4 separate regions of the Mus musculus genome follow, and regions 1, 2 and 3 are each linked to region 4. A link is a contact called in public Hi-C, HiChIP or PLAC-seq and promoter capture Hi-C data. All regions are on one chromosome and are shown on one strand. The core of a region is the stretch at or near the end of the contact, and the rest is flanking DNA. Distances in the headings are between cores, read along the strand shown.

Region 1 (7,221 bases), core at 3-2,502, 140 kb after region 4:
CACTCAGTGGGTAGCCTGCCAGGCCTGATCTCTTCAGTAGCCTGACATGTTTGCCCTCTTCTCCCTAATGTAGCGTTTTCTAGGTTAACTTATATTTAAGCATCAGTCAGCCTTTCACTACTCTTCATAGCAGAATAATACTCCATTTTACCCTATTTTATGCAGCAAAATAGTAGCTCCTGCTGGAATGGGTATTCATTGTCTCCCCCACCCCCAAGCACAACTCCCGTCAGCTACATGTTTTTTTGCTAGGCTTCTTTCCCAGGATCTTTCAGTAAAACTCCAGATCACTAGTTTTGAAAGCCTTGAACATAAAATCCATTTTATTAAGATTCTTTAGGGCTGGAACTATGGCTGAGTCACCTACCATACATAAAACGCTTCCATATAAAGTAGGCATGCCTCACATCTGTAATCTCGGCTGCTCTGGGCCCTATGAATCCCAGCTGGGAGAGAGGGGGAGGGAGCGAAAGAGGGAAGGGAGAATGAATCTCTTGAGTGGCTGGAAAATGTGCTGTCTGTCTGTCATTTGCCCCTGACATAATTGTCACTTGGCTCTTTTTTCAGAGGGTATCACTGTCTGGTGGGTTTAAGTATACTTTAGGAATCTTTCCTTCATTTCCCACTCCCCTTTTCTTTGGGTGTGGGCTAACAACCCACAATTCCCAAGTCATAGTCACAGCCATCCAGGAGGACAAGGTTGTCCTGTGAGGGAGACTGGCTTCCTCCTCAGCTCGTTCCGTTGTCCTTCTAAAGATGCCTGTGTGTGTTGTACCAGGCATGGTGGTAGCCAGCTGCCATTGCTCCCCTGAAAACACTGGTCTCACTTCTTCTCTATGACTCTGAGGAGATTTGTCACTAGACAATTGGCTCAGATCATGGTAGCCTGCTATCAAGGAGCATTTATTACCTGCGTTTTTTTCTTCTGTGCACCACCAGCTCTTGCTACATTGAACCTCGGGTTCAGTAGACTTCTCGGGAGTTTTATAAAGTTTACATTTTTCTGGCAGGGTATGTATGTAGTGATAGAATTGATGTTCTCTGCAAGCTTTATGATGACATTCAAATGGCTGCTTTGAATGTCTTAGACACGGAATAATAATGAGCATTAAAATGGAAGGCCTGGGAGATGGTTTAGTTGGAAAAGTGCTTACCATACAAGCATGACAACATTCTGGTCTCTAGGACCCATGTTAAACAAACAAACAACTAGCCATAGTGCTATATGCTTGTAATTCCTGTGATGGGGTGGCAAAGACAGGCCAATTCCTGTGGTTAACTGGTTAACCAGCCTGGCTTACTTGGAAAATTCCAGGCTAGTGAGAGATTCCTTCTTTAAAAACAAACTAGATATTATCCTGAAGAATGATACCTCAAGTTTAACTTCAGGCCTCTACACTCATGTGTACCTTCCCCTACATAAGCATAAGCACGCGCACCCCCCCCCACACACACACACAGAGAGAGAGAGAGAGAGAGAGAGAGAGAGAGAGAGAGAGAGAGAGAGAGATGTAGTTGGACTAGTAGATTGATTTTTTTGTTTGTTTGCTTGGGGTTTTTTATTTGTTTGTTTGTTTGTTTTTGAGACAGGGTTTCTCTGTATAGCCCTGGCTGTCCTGGAACTCACTTTGTAGACCAGGCTGGCCTTGAACTCAGAAATCCGCCTGCCTCTGCCTCCCAAGTGCTGGGATAAAGGCGTGCGCCACCCCCGCCTGGAATAGATTGATTTTTTTTTGTGTGTGTAAGGATAATGTATGGTATTAAATAATGATCTTTTGGTTGGGTAGTCAGGTCCCCCAACCTTGAAAGGAGTCAGTCCTATTATTTTTCTCAGTCTCGGAAGTGTGTATTTATGATTTCATTTAAGCATCTTATTTTCATTTTGTTTCTCTGACAATTAGGGAGTAATATTTGCCTTGATGACAGCACAGTAAGCTGTCCTTGCTAAGAGGTGCCACAGGCCATTGCCCTTTAAAGTAAAAAACATTAATAGAACTTAGGGAAACCGAAATTAGCTAAGAATAACCACTGTTATACAAAGCTCCCAGATTTCGAATTCAAATGGAGGAACTTCTCAGGGCTCTTTACAAGTGGACTTCATGTTTGGTGTGTTCCTTGTGCTGCCATTTCATATGTGAGGTTAATGGGCAGCTGTATGATAATTCGTGTGACTCGGAGAACTGGGCCGGGGGGATTTTAGCTGTGTATGTACAAAGCACTGTTGTTCAGCTGGCTGACTTGATTTATTCAGTATATTGACCTCTCTTAAAATTGCATTTGTAATTAAGGCAGAAAAAAGCAAAAGACACACGGGATGAAGGAGATGAATGGGATGAGGACTCTGAGGTTCCTCTTTGGTTCTTTCTGAGCTCTTTATCAATTGAACTGTGTGGTGAAAGTGCCAAGAAACCAGAAAACTACAGATTAAGACATAGTCCACACACACAGTCAACCGAATGTCAGTAGAAAGAAGGATACATTAAGACATCAAGAATGGGGGCTGGAGAGGTGGCCCAGCAGTTAAGAGCCCTTATGTGTTTCCACTGCCCACCAAGTGACATTTTGAAGGTTTGTGGCTGTGGTTTTAACTATATGTTGTCTGGGGACATGGCTGATGAGTCGCTTGCAGTCCTCTAAATTAATATCACATGTTAAGGTGGGTTTCATTGTGTTAGTTTCTTGTTCCTATGTCCAAATACTGTAGCCACAAGCTTTATTTCCCAGCCTCTTTGTTCCCCAAAATTATGACTGAGACTTAATATTTTATGAATAAATGTCTAAGCCAATAGTTTTGCCTTGTTCCCCAACTAGCTCATAACTTAATTACCCATGTATTCTAAGTCCTGTTGTGTGGTTAGCTACCTCTTCTTCAGCATTCCAGGGCAAATCCCTCACACCTGAGTCTATCCCAGGAATCCTCACTGTACCAGTGCTTCCACCTCCCTATTTTCCTGTCAACGTTCATAGGCCAATAGCCTTTCATTGACAAATGGAGCTTCCACACATTGCACAAAAGATTCCCTCTACCAAATACCAGGGAAAGTAGCTTAAGGAAGGGGCTGTTTTGGCGGATAGTTAGAAGTGATGTAGCTGATCTTGGCATTGAAGGCAGGGTGGTTGGGGTGTGAGGCAGCTCATCCTATTACACCCACAGCTGGGCAGCAGAGAGAAGAGATGCAGGTGCTCACTCGCCCTGCTTTTATACACTCTAGAGTCTCAGCCAATGGAGTGGTGCCAGCCACATTTACAGTGAGGCTTCTCACCTCCATTAACCTAATCTAGAACGTTTTTAGAAGCATGTCCAGAGACTTGTTTCCTAAACAAATCTAGTTGATCATATTAGATCAAAAAATAGATCAAGTTGACAATATCAATCATTACATAAGTGAAGGAGAAAGCACAAATGTACTGAGCCAAGAATTAACACCATTAATAAGTAAATGTCAACAAACTCTTTGAGGCTGCTGGGAATTTTGGCCTTTCCTTACAAAGCTACAGATTCCATTTTTTTTTTTCCTTATGGCATTATTAGGGCAGACTATGAATTGTGTAGCTACCACTATGGTTTTTGTTTCAGCATAGTAGAAATACATTATTGAAAGAAGGTCTTTACATATGGCAGTATTACAATCAGTATACTATAGTATGCTTTGGAATGGTGGAGAGGGAAATTGTTCACTGATAGTATGAGTCTTCAGGACTAAATGAAAGTTTCCATCTTCATGCCCTACCCTTCCTGCAGGTGACTCTCATCCTCACAGTGAGGCAGAGCTTGCCCAGTGCTGTGAGTACCATCTTAGTCCATATGTGTTGCTCCAGTTCCAGAGTCTGGGTCATTTCTTAGCAGAAATGCAGTGGCTTATAGTTCTGGAAACTGAAGTCCAAGGTCAGGGCATTAGGTTTAGCCATTGACTCTACTGTGGCCTTGACTTCTGCATCCTCATGTGGCAGAAGGCAGAGAAGAGTGCACATACCGTGAGGCTCATGATCTAGTGCATGAATGCCATGTCCCAAGGACCTCATCAGATCCCTTCTCCGGGCACTTTCAGTGACAGCAAACTTCCAACACACAGATTCTGGGTTACACATTCACATTGCTGTGACTTCAATTATTAATTTTGCAAAAATTTAAGCCAATAAGTAGCCTACAATTTGCATTTCTTGTTTGGAGCATAGTGATTGATGTCCTCCATCTACTCTCATTTTCAGTTGCTGGTTCTGAGGATCCAGGGACCATGCTCAGACTTGTGGATGGCATGGATCATAGATCATTCTCAGTTGGGACAGTTCTCTTGTCCTACACAGCCTCCATCCAGGCTCCTTCAAGGCCAGAGCCAACATTCCTACCTGTCCTTGTAGCCTCCTTTGCCTGCTTGCTCCCACTTGGGAGATGTCTAAGGGATGGAAAGAATGGAAGCCCTACTCCTTTGCTACCTGGGATTATGGGATGGTACCAGCTAGGGTACAAGCTCCCTTCCAGTGTTTCCCATTTTACTGTTTCAGAGACTTCCTCCTTGTTCCCATCAAGGTGTGCATGAGGTATTGCTTCTTACAGGGCAGGAAGTAAATGGAGAAAGTTACTTTCTTGCAAACTAACTGCCGCTGTCTTGCATACTAAATGTGCTAGATCAGATTTGGGAGTGATGTCATTGTAGACTTTGGATTAAAGCTACAAAGTATGTGAATGGGGCCCGATCTTAACTTCAGCATTTTCCGGAGCTTCTATTTTTAAGTTGGTACCCAAGATTCTATTTTAACACAAGCCTTGCCCTTTAATTGTGAAGGACTCTAAGCTTCCAGTGGCACTAATGGGACATGTGCTGACGCATCGCTCAGGAACACACTGAATTACTAGGTGTCCCATACCTAAAGCCTTGTGTTTTCTCTGTTTGTCCATCAAGAACTGGAGGGCATATGGCATAGTGGAGAGGCGGTATTTTTCCATGACAGGCTGCATGGTGTGTCATCCACCTCTAGAACATGCTACTGATGAAGGAGACAGGTAGTTGAGTCTGGTGTCAGCAGAGCTGTTCCTGATAATGAACCTGGTGCCTGGTGAACGCTCAGTGCCTGGCAGCCATCTGAATGACAGACTCTCTGAATCGAATGTGAAGGAGTAGACTATCTCTTAGCTCTCTGGACCTTTGATCCCTAGGCTGCCAGGGAGAGGCTTTTGGTGGCCCACATTAAATGGTAGGTTTTTCAGATTGAGAGATCTCATCCCAAACTTGATTTCCACAAGGCACACCATGACAAGGACAAACATTTGACACAAGCAAAAGTAGCTTGGTTGACAGGGTTATAATTTGGCCACTTTCCATTATTATCATTATGGGTCCTGTTCAGCCCTGGGTGGGCAGAAGCATGTACTTAGTGAGATCTTACATAAGCAGTGAAGAACCCTCATATATGTCACTGTGTGTCCTGATGAGAAGGCCCGGATAGGTTTTATAGGGGTAGATGGGTATATGTCTTTCCTTCCACTGTTCTTGCTTAGGATGAGGGCAGCCTGTGGGTGGGGCCGTGGGCATACATACAGTATTCAGCACACTTAAGCGGCTGTGTACATGAGCATTCAGATTTGACCTGCCTACACTCTTTTTATTGCTGTGTTTCTATTCTTCCAGAATGTATTTTCCCTCTCTTTCTCCTCTAGAAACAACACAGGGGGCTTGCTCAATGCAGACTGCATGGGTTACGACTCTGTTTGTTGCTGTGATCAGACTCCTTACCAAAGGAAGCCAGGGAAGGTTTGAAGCTGCTATCCATCTTGGTGGGAAGTCAGCAGCTGGCGAGGGCTTGAAGCATCTTCTTAATCACTTCTTCAGACAGGAAGCAGAGAGCTAAATGCTGGTGCTTAGCAATGCTTTGTCTTATTCTGTCCATTCTATTGAATGGTGTGCTACCAATGATTAGGGTAGGTCTTTCCACTTTAGTTAAGCTAATCTAGAAACTTCCCTGAGACTTGCCCACAGGGTTGTTTCCTAGGTGTCTGTCAAGTTGATTGCCAGTACTTGCTGATAGCAGCCATTGACCCTATCTGTCCAGCTTGGCTTTCGAAGGGTCTAGTCAATCTCCAGGACAATGCTAGCTCATGATTGACATCCTGGGGATTCTGTATGCTCAGGTACACTGTGTCTTGTGACATTTGGATGGTAGGATAGCTCTTAACTTTCCTACCTTGAGGGATCTCAGGGATGTCTAGAACACCCCTCTCTGGGTCTCAGAGTATGGTGTGATGCCTCCCTAGGCATGAAGCCCCACAAGTACCTTCAAGCTCCCTGCAGTTAAGGAGGCGAAGGTGGTGGAGGGGCTGTTTGGACTGGACAGGGTTCTGACAGGAAATATAACCATGTTCTGTCACTGGTTACAAGCCACACTTCTCTCTTCCTTACCTGAGACATCGTCTCAGGAAGTAAATGAGCATATGAGACCCACCAGGAGCTGGGAGAGTTTCCCGTAAGTTCCAAAGTTTTGTGAATATATTGGATGAATGACTCAGAATTAGCTCGGCACCCACTCCCACACCTCCCAGGCTATTTTCTCCTGCATCCATCTGGCCCCTCAGGCTCCAGTGCTCCTCTGCCCTTGTGTCTCTGAGCTCTTCATGGGACTGGAGCCTCCGTCTCATTTCTGTCCTCAGCATGCAGCACCTTCCAGGTGCAAGAGGGCTACTGTAGAAATCTCCAATGTGAATAAAGACATGCGTGACCTGTGTGTCATCTTTCCTGGGCTCCATGTAAGTCTGGAAACAAGGGAGCTTGCCGTTTACAAGGTGAAGGCAGCAGAATGCTAATCCGATTCTGTTACCTAGGCAATGGTACTTGCACAATGTGGGGCTTTGTGATGTTACTGTTTCTCTTCCTGCTTCTCTGACTTACATGTCTCTTCTTAAGGGTCTTTTTTTTTCCTCCTACACCCTTTGCATTGGTTTTTCCAGGGTCCTACTTTTCCTTTTTTTTTCTATTAATTAATTAGTTAAATTTATTTATTCACTTCACATCCCAATCACTGCCCCTCCCGCCTCCATTGCTTTAGTTTTTATTTTGAAGACAGAGTTCCATGACCATGCTCTGTTCAATGATGACCTTGAGCTTCTGCTCCCCCCGTGTTTAGTTCCCTCTGTAGTGCTGGGTTTCCAGGTGTGCACCTCCCTCTACGCCTGGCTTATGCGGTGTGAGGATTGAACTCATGGCTTTGTGCACGGTTGCTAAGTAATCT
Region 2 (6,479 bases), core at 3,071-5,570, 220 kb before region 4:
AAATAAAGATCTGTTTGATAACACGCTAGCCTCTTCCCCTCCCCCCAAAACTTTGGGCACCTACTGGCTTTGGTTAGGAACTGAGTTAGACAGATTGGGTAAATGTCAGGTTCGGGACATCATGCCCAGGAAAGCTGGGGAGAGACGATCTTCTTTTCCTTGGTTTGGGGCAGGAAGAAGGAGTTTTAATGACTGCATCCTCTTCTCCCCCCTGTTGAAGGGGACTGCCGTTTGGGTGGCTCCCCTGTAGAGCATCCAGCTGCTGGTAGAAACACTGTTAGGTGCAGGCTCTGGAAGAGAAGCTGTGCTTGTCTGCCTCCTGCTGCCTCTGGCCTGCAGTATCACCCTTGGTCTGAGCACTCTCATGGTTTTATACTTTCAGAAAAAGGTTTAAAGACCTCTTAGGGTTTTTTGTTTTTTGTTTTTAATTTTTTTTATTACGTATTTTCTTCAATTACATTTCCAATGCTATCCCAAAAGTTCCCCACACCCTCCCCCCCCCCACTCCCCTACCCACCCATTCCCATTTTTTGGCCCTGGCATTCCCCTGTACTGGGGCATATAACGTTTGCCTGACCAATGGGCCTCTCTTTCCAGTGATGGCCGACTAGGCCATCTTTTAATCCATATGCAGCTAGAGTCAAGAGCTCTGGGGTACTGGTTAGTTCATAATGTTGGGTTTTTTGGTTTGTTTTTTGTTTTTTGTTTTTTTGTTTTTGAAGCTTTTTATGTTCTTGCTTGTTATGTATTTATATGTTGTACCTAACAATAAAGAAAGAAGGAAAAAACATAGTTTACATTAGTTATGAATATCCCAAACACAAATACTTTAAACTTTATCAAGACAAGATTAAATTCATATTTTAACAAAATTAAATCTAAAATATTTTAAATGATATTTATCTACTTTATGAATATCTGTTATAATAAAACTGCACTAGTTAACATTTTAAATATCTTTTAATACATTAGTGTAACAGCAGCTATATTAGCAATAACATAGTGATCACATTTTATATGACATTTGAACTGTTCTTTTCTGTTCATGGCCCATTTAACAAACAAAACTTGAAATACAGTATGGATATTTACCATTGATATTGCAGCTCTCCCCAGAGAAATTGGAACTAACTTCTGGAAGGACCTTCACTTTTCTATGATGTGACTTTCACCCGTGTCAGAGATTTAGTCTTATTCTGTTCATTGATGACACTGTTCTTACTCCTATTAAGCAGATATTTTGAGATTAAGAAATTTTAGTAGCACTTAAAATGAAACACTAGAGGGCAGGTTGGGCACATAAGAATGACCTTATCTACTTTATACAAATGTAGATGGGTTTGTGGGGCTTTTTTTTTTTTCATTAATTTATTTATTCACTTTACATCCCAATATCAGCACCCCCCCCCCACCTCTCCTCCTAGTTGCTCTCTCACACACAGATCCTCCCCCAAGCCTCCTTTCCTTCTCATGGGAGGGGTGTTGTTTTGAGACAGTTTCACTAGGTAGGCTAATCTGGAACTCCCTATAAAGGCCAGGCTGGCTGCAAACTCATAAAGATTGGCTGGCCTCTACCTCTGGAATGCTGGGATTAAATGTACGTGCTAATCTTGACAGACAACAAATGTGGTTTTATTGTTTGTGATCTTTTTTGACCAGAATCTTTTTGAACTCGTATGTAGGCAAAGATGACGTAGAACTCTGATTCTCTTCCATTCCCCAGTCTTCATTTCAGAGACAGCCTGTAGGTTGTTCCCTTGGGTCATCAATTACAGTTGGATCTTAGCAGTTAAATTCTAGATCTTGAGGCAAATAGTAATAACAGTTAATAGGTTGGTTTTCCAAGAGAAAGACAACGAAAACAGAAAAGTTTTCCTGGCCTACACACCATTTTAGGAGAAAAGAATTAAGCTAGATGGTAATGTTTAGAAAACAGTAGTTTACATTAACATTTGCACCTCAGGCATCTGGAAATTTTTCTGGAAAAAGAATGGCAACCTGGTGCTTAAATTCCCATAGGACCAAATCAGTGGAGGATGTTGATTCATTGTGTTTGTTTGTTGTGGAGGATGTTGATTCATTGTGTTTGTTTGTTTGCTTGCTTGTTTGAGCTACCTAGTTCTTTCTACTCTGGGCTCTAGTTCTCAGCCCTCAGCAGTTAGAGATGTTCCATGCATCCCTTCTATCATTCAGATGGAAGACAAGATACCCTTGGTCTCTTTTCTGTCTCCAAACTGATCCTCTCATTCTTCTCTTTATCCTCTACCATGTCCTGCTCCAAAACTAATATAGTCCCTGAGGCTCTCTTTCTATCCCCTCACCACTGAGTCTTTCCATCTTCAAGTCTCTCTCTCAGATAGATAGATAGATAGATAGATAGATAGATAGATAGATAGATAGATAGATTTTTTTAAAGATTTATTTATTTTATGTATGTGAGGACACTGTTGCTGTCTTCAGACACACCAGAAGAGGGCATCGGATCCCATCATGGATGATTGTGAGCCACCATGTGGTTGCTGGGAATTGAACTCAGGACCTCTGGAAGAGCAGTCAGTGCTCTTAACAGCTGAGCCATCTCTCCAGCCCCGACCTAGAACTCTTTAGGACTCCTCCCTTCATCTTCCACGTGCTGGAGTGAGACAGTGGAGTTGTGGCAGTTCTGTTTGAGGTGGTCTGGGAACTGGAATCACCCTCAGTTGAAAGCCACCACATTGATGCTGGGAATTGAATCCCTGTCTTCTGAAAGGGTGGCTAGTGTTCTTCACACCTGAGCCATCTCTTGACCCAGGCACTGTGTTTTTTAAGGGTCTTAGGTTGTGGTGATAAGAAGGGTGTCATTTTACTCAGAAGTAAAGCACTTGTCCAAACTGGAAACTGGTAATCCAGAAAGCCAGTAGAGGACCTCCAATTGCCCTGCTGTGCCCATCCTGTTGCCTCTTTGCTTGCTGGATGCTGCGGTCACCGGGAACCCTGCACACCTCCCTGCTCCTCATTAGGGAGCCCATATAAAAAGTGCTGGTGGGAGCTGTGGGTCAGGAAGGTGGCTCAGTGGGCGATGCTACAGGTCCAGGCCAGATAAGCCGTCAGGCCCAAGTAACCTATGGGGAGCAGAGCCACAAGGTCAAAGTAGGCAGGGTGCGGGAGACTGGGCAGGTAGCTGATCACAAAGTACAGGTAGATGGCGCAGACCAGTGCCATGATGCAGGAAGTGATGGCTTTGCTCAACTGGCCGTTGGCAAACTCCTGCACGACAGCTGGCATGCTGGTGAAAGTCAAAATGGGCAGCACAGAGAAGGGCAGCAGTAGACTCTGCAGAACATTGAGTAGATCACTGAGGCCGGACAGGTCCTTCAGGTCTCGGAAGACAGCCAAAACAGTGGGCAGGATGTTGCAAGAGCGAGTGAGAAGGACCTGAGTGAAGCGGGACCACCGCAGCTTAAGGAAACCCTCCATCATGAACTGTCCTGCATAGGTGCTGGTCATAGTAGAACTCTGCCCCGCTGCCAGGAGACCTACTGCCAAGATGTTGAGGGCCTCAGGGCCAAAGAGCTCATTCATATTTTTAGAAATATGATTTTTAAAGTTTGTAACAGTATCGTTTATTCTCCTGTTGTAATTGTCATCTCTGAGGCTTCTTGCCTCTACCTTGCACTAACCTAGGCCTAAGTCCTGGAAGCCTCTAGCCTCTAAACAATCTTATTGAGGCCTAGAATGTTTTCAGCCTCTGAGGCTTCCTGCTGAATATGCTCACCTTTTTAAAATTTAGATATTTCTTTATTTACATTTCAAATGTTATCCCCTTTCCTAGTTTCCTCTCTGAAAATCCCCTATCCCCTCCCTCCTCCCCCTGCTCCCCAACCCACCCACTCCTGCTTCCTGGCCCTGGCATTCCCCTATTCTGGGGCATAGAACCTTCACAGGACCAAGGTCCTCTCCTCCCATTGATGACCGACTAGGCCATCTTCAGTTACATATGCAGCTGGAGCCATGAGTCCCACCATGTGTTTTCTTTGGTTGGTGGTTTAGTCTCAGGGAGCTCTGGAGACACTGGTTAGTTTTGGTCCTGTGTGAAGTTTGTACCCATAAACAAAGTTTAACAAGCTTGTGGTGGGCAGCATTCACAACTCTGAGCTGCCACACGCTGGCATATCTGGCTTCCCACTGCTGTCGTCCTTGGAAGAGCCAGGCTCTCCTAACCTCTGGCCTGAAGTCTAGCGATCCTAATTGTCATTTTTCTGAGACTCTGGGATCCAGACGCCTAGCTGAAGTTTGAAAGGAAGTACCAGCGTGAGGCCACGCCCCCAGAGAGCCGACCAATCATCACCAACCCACCTCCACCCTCCTCTCACAGAGCCTCTGAAAACACCAGGCCAGGTCCAGGACTCCAGGGGCTTGGCTCCCGGGTGTGTTCGCTTTGGCAAGCTGCAGGATCTACAGACTCTTGGTCCATAACCTGGGCTTTCCCACACTGCTAGGTGGCCATGGCTCTGACCCCATGCTAAGCTCGCGGGCATCAGGGTTCAAGAGAGTGAGGCGAACGGACTGTGAAATGAAGGTGGACATGAGGCAGAGCAGACGGCTCCCTGAGGAGCTAGCACTCGCCACCCACTTGGGAAGGGGAGTTCCTTTTTTCTTCACCTTAGTTTTACAGCTCAGGTTTCCCAGAAAGGGTAGAATGCAGAGGGCCAAGACCAAAGGGGTTTGGTTGAATCCCCACCAGGAAGCTGGAGAACTTGGTGCTGTGTCCATATGGGGCAAGTGATGGGGACCAGGAACTCCCAGACTGGGAATATGGGGTGGTGATCCTGCCTCTGCCACAGCTCACTGAGTGGGTAGCTTTTCTGCTACTCTTTGCTCATCAATGGAGTGAAAGTGTCACAGTCAGACATGAAACCAAGTGTCTAGCCAAGTGAGTCACTTGAGAGGGCACTCCTGTGAAATCCTACAAAGTAACATAAAGAGTTCTATCTATGACAGTCTTTTTTTTTTTTTTTATCCTGAATAAGTATCTTTTTAATTGGATATTTTTATTTACATTACAAGTGTAATGTAAATAAAGGAAAACACCCTCCCCCTATAACTTCCCCTCCCCCTGCTCAACAACCTACCACTCCAGCTTCCTGGTCCTAGCATTCCCCCACACTGAGGCATAGAGCCTTCAAAGGACAAAGGTCCTCTTCTCCCATTGATGTCAGACTAGGCGATCCTCTGCTGCATATGCCGCTGGAGCCAGGAGTCCCACCATGTGTGCTCTTTAGTTGGTGGTTTAGTCCCTGGGAGCTCTAGGAGTACTGGTTAGTTCATATTGTTGAACCTCCTATGGGGCTACAAACCCCTTTCACTCCTTGGGTCCTTTCTCTAGCTCCTTCCTTGGGGATCCTATGCTCAGTCCATTGGATGGCTGTGAGCATCCTCCTCTGTGTTTATGTGGCACTGGTAGAGCCTCTCAGGAGAGAGCTATACCAGGCTCCTGTCAGTAAGCACTTTTTGCCCTCCACAACAGTGTCTGGGTTTGGTGATTGTAAATAGGATGGATCCCCAGGTGGTTCAGTCTCTGGATGGTCATTGCCTCTCTGCTCCACACCTTGTCTCTGAAACTCCTTCCACCCTCCTCATTTTCAAAGTATTTCTGAAAGTGCTCCTACTTTTCTTGCTCCAAGAAGCCCCAAATTTTTACTAGGAGAGGCTGATCCGTCATGATGAAGATTTGGCACAAAGCCTGTGTCCGTGTGGTTGGTTACCAGCAGAGTGGCATGAGGTACCATCTTTCTCTTCAGCAAACTTCCCAGTAAGACCTCTACAGGTTTCACTATGTTCCAGTCACCATAAAGGTCACAGATCAGAGCTCCTGCTGGGAATGTCAGCTCATCAAAACCGTCCACCACAAATAAGAATTCTTCTTCCAGGTCTAGATGCCGGATCACACAGTCCCTCCAGGAGGGATTGTCCATGGAGAGGAGGTGGGCAAAAGTGCAAAGTTTAGTATTATTTACTTCCCTGCAGCTGATGTAGAAGGCACATGAGAAAATCTGGGCCTGCTTACGCTCTGACCATTCTAACATTAGCTGCTTTGCCATTGTGGTTTTTCCAGAGCCTGGAGGGCCATGTAGCACAATTGCATGTTTCTATCTTTGGGTTACACAATGTCAGGAGTGTCCTGTTGCTCTCGGTAGCCACATAGATTTCCTTATTGCATTTAGGCCAGAAGTTCTCCTTCCATTTAGCTGTGTATCTAGTCTTCCATTCCTCTTTTTGCTTGTCCTCTTGACCACCAATGATGGGGGAGGGGAGGGGATAGACAGAACATAGTTGGTTATTGTGAAAAATTATCTTGTATAAAGTAGAAAAGGGAAATGAAGAACACAGCTCTGTAAGAGCAACTTCAATCCAAGTTTATTTCAGCAAGATGTGATGGGGACACCTTATATTTTGATGCAAATGTTCTTTTTTTAAAAGAGTCCCATTAGAAAGCATTT
Region 3 (6,631 bases), core at 3,722-6,221, 230 kb after region 4:
TTATTAACTTAGGAACCACTAAAATGGAATCCTTAAAACAGATCACCTATTTCTGCTTTTAGTCAATTTCATGATTAATTTAGGACATCTAACAGAGCATAGCTTTACACATTGAAACATTCTTTACGGGAAAAAGCAGCCTGTTTGATCATTTAGTACCCATCATTTTCTTCTTAAGGCAAGTTCCTTTCCTGCAAGGAAGACACTAAGAATTCCTTTTGCTGCTTGTGGTATTGCTAAGAAATCAAATGTATATTCCATGTGATTTATCTTGGATTAGCTTTGATATTTAGACAAAAAGCAGTAAAAAAACTTCCTGATAATGTTACTATTTACTTTACTATCAAAATTAGTCAGCTAAGATACATACACAACAGTCAATGAGCATTTTATCTCCCACATGAGACACTGCTGAATGCCTGCTGTGTAGTAGAGATACTGAGAAATAAAGACCCAGATCTTTATTCGTGTGTTACTTACATTACACAGGGACAGGACAGGCACCAAAAAGAGCAATATAGACACAGTGTGCACAGTGACTGGCAGAACTAACAAGGCAGAGTGACAGGAGACAGGGACTCCAGGGATGGTGCTGGGTGACAAGAGAAGGGTGGTGGTTGCTCTTTTAATAGCTGGTCTTCAGACAGCTTTAGTTTAATGAACAGAGGAGACTATGTAAATTAATATGGAGATTAATATAGATTTTATTCACCTTCTGATTAATGGGAAAGATGGGTATCATAGATGGGGAGATTAAAAAGCCCCTTTGAAGGGTGAGAGAGTCCGTGTGCTCTGTATCCACGGAGCTGAAAGAACAAACATGGAGAATGACAAAGCCTCCATCAGCTTCTCTTTGTCATCACACAATCTCACCCAAACCAACAATATTCTTATTCCTCTGACAACTGGGATGTGCTTCTTAAACAAAGCACTATTAAATATCGTATGTGTTCAGGAATATTAGTCATGTATCACTCCCAAAATTAAGTCAGCACTCTGAAATGAAATCTGACGGGCAACTAGATACAATTCCATATCATGCAATTATTTAACAGAGGAAAACTAGATGAAGCTAGGTGAGAAAAAAAATCACTACGTTTCTACAGAAGCCAAGTGCCCACAAAAATCCTAGATTTTAAAACAAATTTTCTCAACCTATTCTAACATATACAATAAATACTTGTGTATATTAGTTTTAAAACAATTTGCCTTTTTTTCAAGTGGAAGGACGTGGATAGTTTTACCTTTCTGTTACAGTCACATAATAAATTGCTACTCATATGTGCCGAAAGCTCAGGGCTTTCTTAAAGTTTTAGAATTATACAGGAATCAAAGGCCACGCAGTCATCAAGTGTGTTTTATGAGGAATTTCTGTACAAGATATCTGATATAGTCCATCTTAGGGTTTGCAATGTTTTAAAAATTTCAACATCCCCTTACTTCAAACCCTCAAACCTGCCTTTTTTAATCTCCAAGTCCTTGTTTTACATTGTCCCTGGAACAATCAAAACAAGCCTATTGTCTACTGACAGCCAGTGACAGGCAGCGTGAAGACACTTACTCCAATGCTCTCTCTCTGTCAAGGTGAAGCATCCACACGCCCATGTGTCTAACACTGCACCCAGAAGTATCTCTCAAACTCACACAGTCCTGGTGCAACTTCTTTCTTCATACGAAAAAAATCCTCTCGCTAAAAAATGCTTAAACTCAACCAACTAATTCCTCTTGATGAGGCGCTAGCATTTATCTTCTTAGTGTTTTGTGTGGGGAATGCCTAAGTAAAGTTCTTCCAAGTCAGCCAATTGGTCACTATTACGGTGACAATTGGTTACTGCTATTGACCGTTACGTGTATTTTTATGGCTTTTTGATATGCATGGCTTAGAAATGGTTAGTTTATTTAGCACTCATGTGGAAAGCAGTTTTGCTCAAGCTGTGAGCAACAGCCCTTTTGGGGACTCCTGTACAAATGCAGCTTTCTGGACTTCTGTAGACTACACAACCCTAAGCCCCAAGCGAGGACCTGGAGAGCTGCAGTGTGATGGACTGCCTGCCCAGTCCTTGGTCAACATGGGGACTTTAGAATCATGGTCCAAGACTTCACCTGGTTTGTGCCTGTTGAAAAGAAGACCCGTTTTAAGCATCTCACCTGTAACCCTGGGATAAAGCGAGTGTCCTTTTCAACCACCAGAAGCTCAGCAACGTTGGCATTCAGGATGGATCTTGTGATTCCCCCGGGCCCAGGACCCACTTCATAAACATAAACATCTGCTAGACTGCCAGCTTTCCTTACAATCTTGTCTAAGTTTAAAAGAAACCAAAAAAGAAGTTTTAGTTACTTTTATTATCACAGTAAACTTCGGAAGAATTCTCAATGGCCGCTCTTGATTTTTAGCTCTCACTCGAAACCAATACATACTAGTTATCAATATCGTATACCACTGTACTGCACCAGTTCCTTACCTGAAGAGGATTATCCCGACAATTTCCTTAACTACCTCACCAACCAGCCCAAGCCCTGCTGGCTGACCATGCAGCCCTTCGTTACAGCCCTTGCAGGTGCAGGACTCCTTGCACCTGTACTCTGCCATCCTCACAGGCATGGATCAAAGAGGAGAACGCACAAAGTCCCCATGTCACCTCTGGTTATTTTGAGGTCAGAACGGCAACCATGATAAGTCCCCACATCACTAGACTCTGAAATTTGAATTCTTCATCATTTCCAGAAAAAAAAGTTTGATTTACTACCAGAAATTTTAAGCTTTGCAAATGCTCATGTTAAGATGGAATTACTAACTGTTCAGTTAGTTTAAGTTGGCAGAACCTAAGAAATCACACACATAAAGGTAGCCACTGTAACTAACCATCGCTCTGGAAAAAACACAATGGACTGCTTTTATTAACTGCAAGATATTAAAACCCACACCTCCTTGGATGGTGGAAATTTTGTTACTAAATACATACTAGCACTTCTTGTCACTGTACAGTCCCAGTTGATGGTTATTATCTATCTAGGTAAACTTAAAGGCAAAATGTTGCTTACGTATTTCCAAACAGTATTGTACAGCTACAGTGAGGAAATCAGCAGCCCTAGCCAGCTTTGCGTCTTGGTACGTACATGCCCTAACCTAATTCCTGCAGCTACCACTCTAATATAATTTATCTGAACTGCACGCTGTCCTTGTCTATTGTTTAATTTGTACAATGTCATAAAGAAAAGCAAATGGCTGGAGAGGACCTCGAACCAAGGTGGGGATTCTAAAACCAAATCATTGTTTGGTTACCAGTTACCAACTGGTCTCTCGGAGGGCATCAGAGTCATTTATTAAACCAGGGAATTCTGAACTCAGTTTGAAAATGGAAAGCAGCAACAGGTGGGGCAGTGGTTTCATTCTTAAACTTTGCAGGAACGCTTAAGTGCAACCAGACATAGACGAGGTGTCAACCCCCTAAGTCTGGTTCAACCCTGCTCCACCTGAGTTCTCTAGGACAAGCACCTTTATTTGCTTTCACTCTGGTTCCCCCTCCCCCCACCCCACCCCCCACCCTCACAAAGACTGAATAGAGAACCTAAGAATCTGGAACTTACTCCAGGGACACACATGAGAACATAGATAACAAATTGAATGGCTGGTGATGTAATTCAATTAACTGATAAGAGTGCTTGCCTAGCATGTGTGAAGCCCTGGGTTACACAGTCAGCAATCAGTAACTGAGCATGGTGGCATATGCTTTTCATTTCGGTTCTTGGGAGAAGGCAGGAGGGCCAGACACTCAATAACACCTGCCATGTAGTGAGCTTGAGGCCAGCCTTAGACATAGGAGACTGCATTTCAGCAGAGAATGGTGCTTATATTTAGCATGTGCTTATATTTAGCATGACTGGGAGAGGATGCTAGAACCAAAGAATCTAAAAGTAGGCATCCTAAGGTCCTTGTAGGCCTTTCTATCAAATAAGAGATGAGAAAACTTAAGTGGAGTTAACTGTTTTACCCAAATTCTACGGGTCGAATAAAGGCTCCAAAAACAAGAAATAAAAGTAACTTATGCTTTGTGGTCCATGCAATCAAAATTGATTTTGGGGACGGAGTGTGTGTATGACACACTTACCCTTTTAACTTGAGGGGGTTAACATGCTAAGTACTCCAACAGTCAGCTAGCACCTTTATTTGCAACAGATGGATCTTATTCTCAAGAGGAGAGCATTACTATGACATGGGTGGTAAGTAAACCAACAAACACCTGTGAAAACTCATCAAAACATGGGTGTCAAACTGGTGACCTTCACCCTATATAAGTTTAATCGCATAAAAGTAATTTTTAAAGAAGCCGGAGAATGTCAACTTATTAACTGCAAACTCAGGGCTGTTGTTGGGACGGTGGTCCCAGCATTGGCACAAGGTAGCTGTAGGCGCCGTTTGGTTAGTATGACTTTACAGAGCGAATCTCCAGTCCCTAGAGGGATCCCTAGACTTAAGTGAACGTTTATCCTATTTACTCTCTTGGTTTCGTTTTTGAAAGAGTCCATCTGTTTCTAACTGGCGGCAATCCTCCTGCCTCTGCTCCTCGAGTGCTGAGCTTACAGACGCGCTTTACTGAGCCGGGCTAACGAGAGGCAGGTTGGCGCATCATAAAGCGCGCGGGAAACATCTCCCGCCCGCAAAGCGGTCGACCAGTCGTCGCCCTAGCCCGCGAGGACCGGAGGAGCAGCGCTTGACTGACAGCCGCCCGCCCCAACCCGCTCCATCACCCGGCCGCGCCCACCACGGAGACCCGGGCGAACTGACGACTCAGCCACCTGTCAGCCTCAAGTCCAGGAGGAAATTCTGGGAAAGCTGTTTCACCGCTCGCAGTCCGAACAACTTAATGATCTCCCGAATGGTGGGCAACGGGGGAAGGCGGAAAGTGCCGAGCTTCCCCGAGGCAGCCATGAGAGACCCACATACACAGCCACGCGCAGCGGCTGGAAAGGTGCACGGCGCGCAGGGGGTGGGACCTTGGAGAAGACTGCCCGCCTCTGAGGCCACCTGGTTGGATGGAGAAACCTGCCGGAAATGACGAAACTGACAGGAAGTCTGTATGTACTGGGAGCTCAGGACGCGTCAGGCCGAAAGCGGTGCAGGTTGGGAGAGGAGAGGGGGCGGAGGCTAGGAGGCGTGGTCTTTGTAACCTCTGGGAGGCTCCGCAGGCCTTTGACATTCCAAAGGCTTGACTTTTGATTTGTAGCAGGAAAGATGGTGATTGGTTGCTTGCTGTTTGTAGACTGGTTACCGCCCCACCCCCGTAGGCTAGATACTTTTTATTTCTTCGCGTCCATTACTTCTTTCAGAACTTAGTTCCATAGAGAACTATAGGCTTATTTAAGGTAAGCCTGCTGAAAACCGAGTTTAAGACTTAGACTTTAGAGCAAATGGCTGAATGCCAGCCCGTTAACAGCACCCCAGCTTTAACCAATAGCAAGAGACCAACTGACTCAAGTAAAGCAAAAAGCTAACCGTAACCAACTAAACTGTGTCTCTAGATAATTTCTCTTTTCTTGTCATTGAACAATGTCCATTTTCTGGCCGGAGTTGTTTGAAAGAATTCCAAGGGCTGCCTAATTTTAGAATGGTGAATGAAAGCCATTCTGGGTCTTTAAATATGCTGTAATTTTGTCTCTTGAGCTAAGCACTTTAAACTTCGAGAAGTGTTTTTGATACCACTTGTTACTATTTCATATTCCCTTTTAAATCTCTCAGGTGTAGTCTTGCGAAACAGGACACATATTGCTAACTTCCGATTAAAACAGGATCAAGAAAGCCCTGCGAGGCCACGAATTTCGTAAAGCTGGAAGTTCACAGATTCCAGCTGTAGTCTAGTGCATGCGCGGTGGCTGCTGTTTTTAAGCAATGCCAGCAAGGTCAGCATCAGGACCACTCTTTTAGCCTTTGAAGCTTTTTCTAAAAGCTCATTCATGCTGCAAGCATTGTGGTCTCTCCACTGCTCTCAGAGTGAACCATAAAGGGGTTGCTCTTTTAAAAAGCTCAACTAAAAGAAATGTGTGCCAGGTCTCACAACTGAGTGGTTTGGAATTATTCGCTCACTAATTGTTACCATACAGATTCGGGTAGATTTTATTATTACGTAGTGGTGAAAGTGAGACTTGGGGCGGTTCAGCCACTTTCCCACACTTCAGAGTGGAAACGGAAGGCTTACTCATCAGGCAGGGAATCCAATGGAGAAAGGCTATTTGAGGGTTAAAATCCAAGTACCAAGAGAAGACAAATAGGTTCTGTCTTCCTGTGATGTCTGAGAACACAAGAAAGAAATGAAAACTTTTAAAATATTTTTCATAAGTGGGAAGATTTTTACTTTTTTCCGTCTGATTTCACTTGGTTATAAGTGAATTACACATCGTTTATGGTTCTGGTAGTTTAAAAAAAAAAAAAAAAAAAAAGCTAATGTAAAACCAGACCACTCTGGGCCGTGTGGAGAAGTAAAAAGTCCACATATCCACTTTAGTGGTTGCTAGATCAGCAGAAACCATGGGCTGACTGATGTATCTCTTTTAGAAAGTGAGAATGTGGTGGCAATTCCCCAAAGTGTCATAAAAAAACTTTGATTTGATATTTGATTCAGAGATAATATTCTCC
Region 4 (7,205 bases), core at 3,197-5,696:
CATTACAAGGTGCTTTTATTGCCTTCAATAGCCCACGAAGGACACATAGATGAGATCCTAGGGTCTTGTTAGCTGGAAGGAGGGAAACTGCTAAATAAGTCCCAGAGAAAGAAAAAAGGACCCTTTCCTGTGCATGAATTCACAAATACCTGGCTACACTGCTCAGCTACACATCATATATATACCTATATATGTGTGTGTGTGTGTGTATATGTATGTAATCGTGTGTGTGTGCATCTTGTTTAATTTAACTGCTCCCTGTGTGTTCTCTCTCTTCTTTCCCCCTTCCTCTCAATAGAGTCTGGCTAATGTAGCCCAGGCTGGCTTCAGACTCTCTATCCATCTGTCTTAGTCTCCTGAGTACTTAGATTATGCATGTGAACCACGGTGCTTGACCTTGGCTTGAATAACTTACAGGAACAAAATTTGTCATGCAAATATTTCCAGGCATGTTCTATGTGTCAGAAAGTGTTCTGAGTTACTGGAGGTAAGAGAGCACACTGGCTTTCTCCTTCCCTAGAATCTGTATAAGCATATTAAGCATGAAGGGTCTGCAAAAGGAGATGTCAGAGGGGTAGCTCGTGGTGGTATTGAGTCAATCTCTTTTAAGTTTTAGTGCAGATTGAATAACTGAGTGGCTTGGGTGCCCTGATGGCTATGACTTGAGGAGGTGGTCAGGAGAGTGGGGCAGTCTTTCTAAACCTTCATGTTGTCCTTCCCTCTTCCAGTGTGGAAATAGGAAGTTAGCATCAACAGCGGATGGTCTTGATTGTGTTCCATAGGCAAGCTGATGAGCTGAAGGTCAGCAGGATACTGCCTCAGTACCACTCCGTGCTTCTCTCTTCTCCCTGGCCCTTTCCCAGTACTCTTTGCTAACTTGCCTTCACCTTTTCTATTTCTCTTCAGTCCATAGTGTCTATCTAGGGCCTAGCAGCCAGGTGATGGCTAGACATGATTTCTACACACCTGCTATTTCCAAGTATCCAAGTTTAACTCTGTCTAGAGCACTAGTGTGGTCTAGTTTCCCAGTAGTCTCCCAAGTAGACTCTTCTTGAATGTTCCCTCCAGCTGACAGCAGACTGGCACTTAAACCCTTCTGCGAGGCTGTCATTTGTTGATGGGTTAATGTCCTAAGCTCTTCCCATCTCGGTAGGCCCATGTGTGGCTGGCTTTTGCATGCTTCTCTGTCTTTGTCTCCTGTCACTCTGAACTCAGGCCCTTCCTTCAGAGTGTACTAGCTGTTCCCTGACACCTCAGAGCCTCAGAGTCCATTATCTAGACAGACCCCACTCCTCTGCCAGTCCTTCAAAACTCACCTCAAATATAGCAGCCCCAAGAAGTCCCTCTCTAGGCCTGGAGTTTGAGTCCTGGCACCTGCTAGCTCTATTTTCTACTGGGTTTTCTTCTCATGACTAGAAGCCTCAAATGGTTAACACTTCATTGTATTGATTTAAATCTCTCTATGGCTTCTCTCTACTAAACTCAGATTGGCATAGGATTGGGCTCAGACTGTTGTTACTCACAGTGATAGTCAACTGTCACTGTTAGTATGACTAGATTTAGAATCTTCTAGAAGGCTCACTTCTGAGTGTGTCTGTGAATGTGCTTTCAGAGAGGCAGAGGAGAGAAGATTCACCTTGATGGGGCCGCACCAGCCCACTGACAGTGGGCCAAGACTGAACAGACTGGAAAGAGACAGCCGGAAGACAGCCATCATTTCTAGATCTCTGCTTTCTGGTTCACAGAGGTGTGAATATACTAGTTCCCACTTGGGTCTCAAGCCATGAACAAGTCCACCCTACATCTCTGGACATTACGGACTGCACCTTCAAACCATCACCCCAAATAAATCCATACTATCTTAAATTGCTTCTTGTCATGTATTTGGTCACAGCAACAAGAAAATTAATATGCCTACCCATTCCGGAAGTGTTTTTAGAAGCACTAGGGGAGATGCAACCATTTGGATCATAGATGTTATGTTTTATTAAAAGGAAAGAAAGCCAGGAATATGTTTGGTAGAGGCATGGTATGATGAGGTGGAAGGGGTGCCTATGCAGGCCTGAGGCACCAGCCATATGATGGATATAGTATAGAATAGAGTTTATTTAGGGTATGGGGAGGGGAGTTGGGAAGGGAGGAGAGACAGAGAAAGAGAGAGAGAGAAAAGAGGAGAGGAGAGGAGTGGAGAGGAGAGGAGAGGATAGAAGGGGGAGGGAAATGGGGAGAGATGGGTCAGAGAGTGTAAGAGAGTCAGAAGGTAAGAAAGTAAGGAGGGCTGGAGAGATGGCTCAGTGGTTAAGAGCACTGACTATTCTTCTGAAGGTCCACCTGTGTGTGTCTAAAGACAGCTACAGTGTACTTACATATAATAATAAGTAAATCTTTGGGCCGTAGCAAGCAGAGGTCCTGAGTTCAATTCCCAGGACCACCAAAAAAAAAAAAGTGCGGAGGGGGCAAACAGCCCCTTTTATAGTAAAGCAGGCATACCTGGCTGTTGCCAGATAATTGTGGGGCGAATCTTAGAATACTAACACTAGGTACTGTTGTACAAACACATTACTTTAAAAAATATTTATTTATTTACTTTATCTATATGAGTACACTGTCACTGTCTTCAGACACACCAGAAGAGGGCATCAGATCTCATTACAGATGGCTGTGAGCCACCATGTGGTTGCTGGGAATTGAACTCAGGACCTCTGGAAGAGCAGTTAGTGCTCTTAATGGCTGAGCCATGTCTTCAGCCTCACACATTTCTTTTATAATCAGAAAAAAAAATGTGTTTATATATTTATTTAGTGTATATTGCATATACATGTATATAGACATGGTGAGGTCACAAAACTCATGATTGTAGATCTCAGGTTAGGTTGGCTACTTTCCTCTCCTTCATATGGAGGGTCATCTGGCTCTCTCCTCAGCTCCCTTCATGCTTAGATTTTTTAAAAAATTATTTTTCTGCATATGAGTGTTTTGCCTTTATCCATGCCAGTGCCATCTGAGATCAGAGGAGGGAGTTGGATCCCCTCGATCCGGGGTTATAAATGGTTGTGACCTGCTATCTGGGTGCTGGGAATAGAAACTCGGCTGCCTACAAACACAAGTGTTCTTAACTACTGAGCAACACACACACACACACACGTGCGCACACACACGCACACGCACACACGTACACACACACGTGCACACACACACACACACACGTGCACACACACATGCACACACACGCGCACACACACGTGCACACACGCGCGCACACACACACACATACACACGCACGCGCACACACACACACACACACACACACACACACACACACACGCACCCTGCCCATTTAATTCCATATTCGTGTGCTATGAAGATGACCCTCTACAGCTAGTCTTGCATTGATGCCTGTATCTTGGGGAACCATAGTAACAAACCGCTGTAGACCTCAGAGCTGCGGTGACCCCCAAGATCAATCCTGTTGAACGTTGGTGTTCCCTCACAGAAGGACTGGGTGGAGAGGGTCTTTGACCCCTCCCTTGATATTCCCTCCTGCACCCTCCAGCCAGCTGGAATTGAGAGCGGCCTCGGTCTTGGGAGGTCCCATATTCTACAGCGTATGAGAGGTTAACTGAGGGGGATTCTAAATATGCAGTTATGAGTAGTCCATTCTGGGGTGGGGCCGATTTGGAGGTCACCCACATTCACTCCTGCTCTGTGAGTAAGTCCAATAATTTATACTCCTTGGTTCCCCAAGTTGGATTTTGATGGAATCCTACTTCGTTTTGTCTGTGGTGCCATAAAAAGTAGGTAGACTTCTCCCCAAGGAAAATTGGCCACATTCCTGTCCCTTCTCTCACCTCTCGGATGAGGAGTCTTCAGGTCACAGGAGAGAATGGTGGTCCCAGCATGCGGAGCACACTCCCCTCACGTGGGCTCACTGGCTCCCTCAGGTTTGCCTAATAGGCCCTCACAAATCCCAAACCCAACTCAACCCTGTCATCTGCCTTTCAGCTATCACACCCAGCCTCTCTCCAAGGGGAGGATGATGGGTGGCCTCTTCTAACACGGAGTCCTGTGCTTCTGAGCTGCTCTGGGTGGGACCCGAGGAAACTTCTTTGCAGCACACACTGGAAGGGCCAGGATCGCGCGCGCTTTGTAGTTTGTGGTCTGGGCCACAGCGACTGGCTGGCTCGCAGATTCCATCTGAGAGCTGTTTTGGTTACTGGGGATGTAATGTGTCGGTGGAGTCAGTCCAGCAGGAGAAGGGGGTCCCGGCCGGGAGGCGTGGCGTGGTTTGCGAGGCGGGTGTGTGTGTGTGTGTGTGTGTGTGTGTGTGTGTGTGTGTGTGTGACTCTGAGGGGCGTGTCGGGGCGTGTCAAGGGAGTGTCCGGGCGGGGGCGGGGCGAGCGGAGCGTAGGAAGGTGTGGCCGCCGATCTGGCCTCACTTCGGCAGTGCGGAGCTAGAGAAGCCTTGACCTTCCCGGCTCAGCGAGTGGAGAACAAAGTGACGGAGAAAACTTCGCGGAGTGTGCCCTGAGTCCCCACGGGGCCTCGCTCAGGGGCGCAGAGCCGGGCTCGACCGGTCCTCTGTGTTGAAACTTGGACCGAGGTAAGGGCGCCGAAGGGAGGGACGCGAGGGAGGGCGTCTGGGTCGTCTCGCATAGGCTCCCGGGATCCTGCAGTGGGGTGCTGCACAGCACAGTCCCAGCCTCCACCAGTGGGCCAGCCTCGTCCGTCCTCTCCGCCCGCTGTGGAGGCAATCAGGGGCGCGGCGGGGTCACTTTGCTGCGTCCAGGAGGGTGGCAGTCTTCAGCGGTTTCGCATTCTCTCTTGTCCAGCTTGGCTCAAGGCAGGATCCTTTTCCAGAAAACTCCGAAGTGAGGTCTTGCCCTGCCCCACGCGTGGCGCGGGTACAATTAGGTTCAGCTGTGCCATCCAGGTTGCGAGGTGGCGGCGCCGTCCATTCCCATCAGTGCCCATTTCCTTGCGTCCAGGGGAGAAGGGCGCAGCAGGGAGAATGTGAGCATCCCTGGCTTGGCCATTGGGGTTGGGAAGAGGGGCGAGGATCGCTCGTCCTGCGACCACCTAGACCCGCGCGACTCCCCGCCGGCTGCGGTGCCAAGTTTCAGTGAAAGCCGACAACATTGTGTCCCTGATGGATCGTATTTACCACAAACAGTTCAGGAAGAAAAGGGCCCATTCTTCCAGCAGCAAAGTGTAGCGAGTAAAATTGAGGGGTTTTTATCTCTGAGACCGGAAACTTAATATGGACGCGCTGCTTCTATGGCCCTCCTTACTTTAAAAAAGAAAAAAGAAAAAGAAAAATAGGGTAACTTTATATTATGGGTGGGGGAAGCTGCTCGTTAGCGAAGATAATTCCATTCCCGGGAAATTTTCCTGCAGTTCCCTGGCAGCTGCTGGAAGAGAAGCCGCTAGGTGACATTCCCAGGCAGACTAGGTGTGCTACAAGTGTACACTCCGGTGAGTGCGAAGGTCCAAGCTTCTCTTCTGGGGCAGTTCTCGCTCTCTATTTCTCTCTATTGTCGCTGTGGTCCTCGTTTAACAGATAACACCTGACGTCTCCAATTCAAGATAGAAAACAATGGTTTTTAAGAGCTTTTTAAAAATGGCTTACAAGTTTCTTAAAGGCACAGATCAAGCTCTGCGAGTAGAGTACCATCTGCTCCTCTTCCGTTTGCGTAGCCCGTGAGTGCATATGTGCTTTCCAACTACTTTTCCTATCTTCCTTCCTTCCTTCCTTCCTTCCTTCCTTCCTTCCTTCCCTCCCTCTTCTCCTCCCCTCCTCCTCCTCCTTCCTCCCCCCCCCCACCTGTTTTAAGTTGTAGTTTTAGCTGGGCATGGTTGTGCACACATTTAATCCCAGCAGATCTCTGAGTTTGAGGCTATTCAAGGCTACACAGTGAGGCCTTGTTTCAAAAAACATAAAACAAAAAAAGAAAGAAAGAAAGAGAAAAGAACAGAACAGAACAAGGGGCCGGTTGGGACAGGCAGACCAGGTGGTAGTGGAGAAATGCCCCAGTGGTTAAGAGCTGGGTTCAGTTCCCACAGCCCACATCAGGCACACAACTGTCTGTATCTCCAGCTCCAAGTGACCTGATTCCCTTCTTACCATCTCCACCTCCTCCTCTTCCTCCTCCTCCTCCTCCTCTTCCTCCTCCTCCTCTTATTCTTCCCCCTCCTCCTACTCGTGCGTATACACACACACACCCTAATAATTAGAAGATTTTTAAAAAAAAGATTATCATATCTTTTTTAAAATTCCAAAAGTCTAATATTAAGATGAATTTAAAAGCACATTTTCATATCATTGGATTTATTTTTCCTGCTCAGCTGAAAGGAAAATGAAACCTGTTACTTTAGGGTGGCAAAGGTCTTTTTTGATGGGTAGAAAAAAATAATGGTGAGGTATATCTGTGTTTGTTATTTACAGTAGCCAAGCAAACTCCCACAGGACCCAAGCTTCCATGTCTAACATCCCATAAAAGATGCTTGAGGGAGGGGCATGGTAGGGCACTGCTGTAGTTCCAGTACTCAGGAAGCTGAGGCAGGAGGATGCTTTGTTGTAGGCCTGCCTAGGCTACATAGCAAAAACCAAACCCCAAAACATGATCTCAGGTACAACATGGGGGCACACACTTTTAATTCTAGCTCCTGGCACTGGGGCATTAGCAGAGGCAGGTGAGTTCCATGAGTTCAGAGCTTGTCACAAGCCAAAAAGAGGCAACAACAAACCCAAACCACAAAGCAAAGTCCCAATACCATGTCAGATGCTTGATAATGAGGCCCTGCCTGCCATTGCTCCCTCCTCTCTCTCCTCTCTTAGGAGTGCAGGCATACTGTCTGCTCCAGACACTTCCCACTGCAGCTTGTCATTTCCAGGCCAGTATCTTGAAGGAACCAGCATTCTGCTTACACAGTTCTTCCTCTCTTCTCCATCTGTTGATTACCCACACATCCATCATGTGTCAGTCAAATATCTTCGCCAAGATGCTTCATTTTCCGTCTTCCTTGTCTAGTTGTCAGTGCTTGTACTAGGACACATATTTTGTCGTGTCAACCTTGCCTGGTCCCACGTGTTTGTTCGTGGTACAAGGTCAATCCGACCAACAGGAGAGCAGAGTCTAAAATCAATTCACATTCAATTTGCCAAGCCCCTGGTGTACATTTTCACACTGGGAGAAGACTCCTCTTGC

What was found. HiChIP or PLAC-seq counts read pairs in DNA pulled down with a chosen protein or histone mark. A called contact is a pair of places that touch in the nucleus more often than the background predicts. Capture Hi-C pulls out chosen DNA fragments and counts their contacts.
Region 1: a contact with region 4 is called in a CTCF HiChIP or PLAC-seq map of the NIH/3T3 cell line, with 16 read pairs. The contact joins the enhancer-like site here to the promoter of Tiam2 in region 4. A contact is called at or near these places in 1 of 39 promoter capture datasets (cranial neural crest), 1 of 15 datasets of contacts at CTCF or cohesin (the NIH/3T3 cell line), 2 of 484 Hi-C or Micro-C datasets (myocytes and olfactory sensory neurons), 6 of 115 datasets of contacts at active chromatin or transcription factors (the NIH/3T3 cell line, bone marrow-derived macrophages, craniofacial prominence and 3 more) and 2 of 9 other capture datasets (liver and pancreatic islet).
Region 2: a Hi-C map of group 2 innate lymphoid cells shows a contact between it and region 4, with 3 times the contacts expected there. The contact joins the enhancer-like site here to the promoter of Tiam2 in region 4. A contact is called at or near these places in 1 of 39 promoter capture datasets (liver), 10 of 484 Hi-C or Micro-C datasets (B cells, CD4 T cells, the G1E-ER4 cell line and 6 more) and 1 of 115 datasets of contacts at active chromatin or transcription factors (embryonic stem cells).
Region 3: a promoter capture Hi-C map of adipose tissue shows a contact between it and region 4. The contact joins the promoter of Tfb1m here to the promoter of Tiam2 in region 4. A contact is called at or near these places in 4 of 484 Hi-C or Micro-C datasets (CD4 T cells, embryonic stem cells, muscle stem cells and 1 more), 2 of 115 datasets of contacts at active chromatin or transcription factors (bone marrow-derived macrophages and pancreatic cancer cells) and 2 of 9 other capture datasets (adipose tissue and pancreatic islet).

What each region holds. Positions count from the first base shown.
Region 1 is chr17:3,465,644-3,472,864 of GRCm38.p6, forward strand. All of the region lies in intron 14 of Tiam2 (T cell lymphoma invasion and metastasis 2), which reads left to right. Among named protein-coding and RNA genes, the nearest start is that of Gm52295, 61 kb to the left of the region's middle. Within about 2 kb of position 1,253, at least 15 of the 459 cell types and tissues checked have an H3K27ac peak or open chromatin away from gene starts, as enhancers often do. A contact at or near this core is called in the NIH/3T3 cell line, where this site is marked.
Region 2 is chr17:3,098,176-3,104,654 of GRCm38.p6, forward strand. It overlaps A230045G11Rik (a long non-coding RNA gene), which reads right to left. Exons shown (of 6, transcript XR_003952289.1): 5 at 1,093-1,224; 6 at 747-762. It also overlaps the pseudogene Gm4829 and the pseudogene Gm21926. Among named protein-coding and RNA genes, the nearest start is that of Scaf8, 14 kb to the right of the region's middle. Within about 2 kb of position 4,321, at least 225 of the 459 cell types and tissues checked have an H3K27ac peak or open chromatin away from gene starts, as enhancers often do. A contact at or near this core is called in B cells, Th1 cells, erythroblasts and 3 more, where this site is marked.
Region 3 is chr17:3,552,784-3,559,414 of GRCm38.p6, forward strand. It overlaps Tfb1m (transcription factor B1, mitochondrial), which reads right to left and starts at 4,972. Exons shown (of 7, transcript NM_146074.3): 1 at 4,798-4,972; 2 at 2,149-2,300. The coding sequence starts at 4,930. 1700102H20Rik (RIKEN cDNA 1700102H20 gene) reads left to right here and starts at 5,041. Exons shown (of 2, transcript NR_045303.1): 1 at 5,041-5,121.
Region 4 is chr17:3,322,127-3,329,331 of GRCm38.p6, forward strand. It overlaps Tiam2 (T cell lymphoma invasion and metastasis 2), which reads left to right and starts at 4,447. Exons shown (of 27, transcript NM_001122998.1): 1 at 4,447-4,600.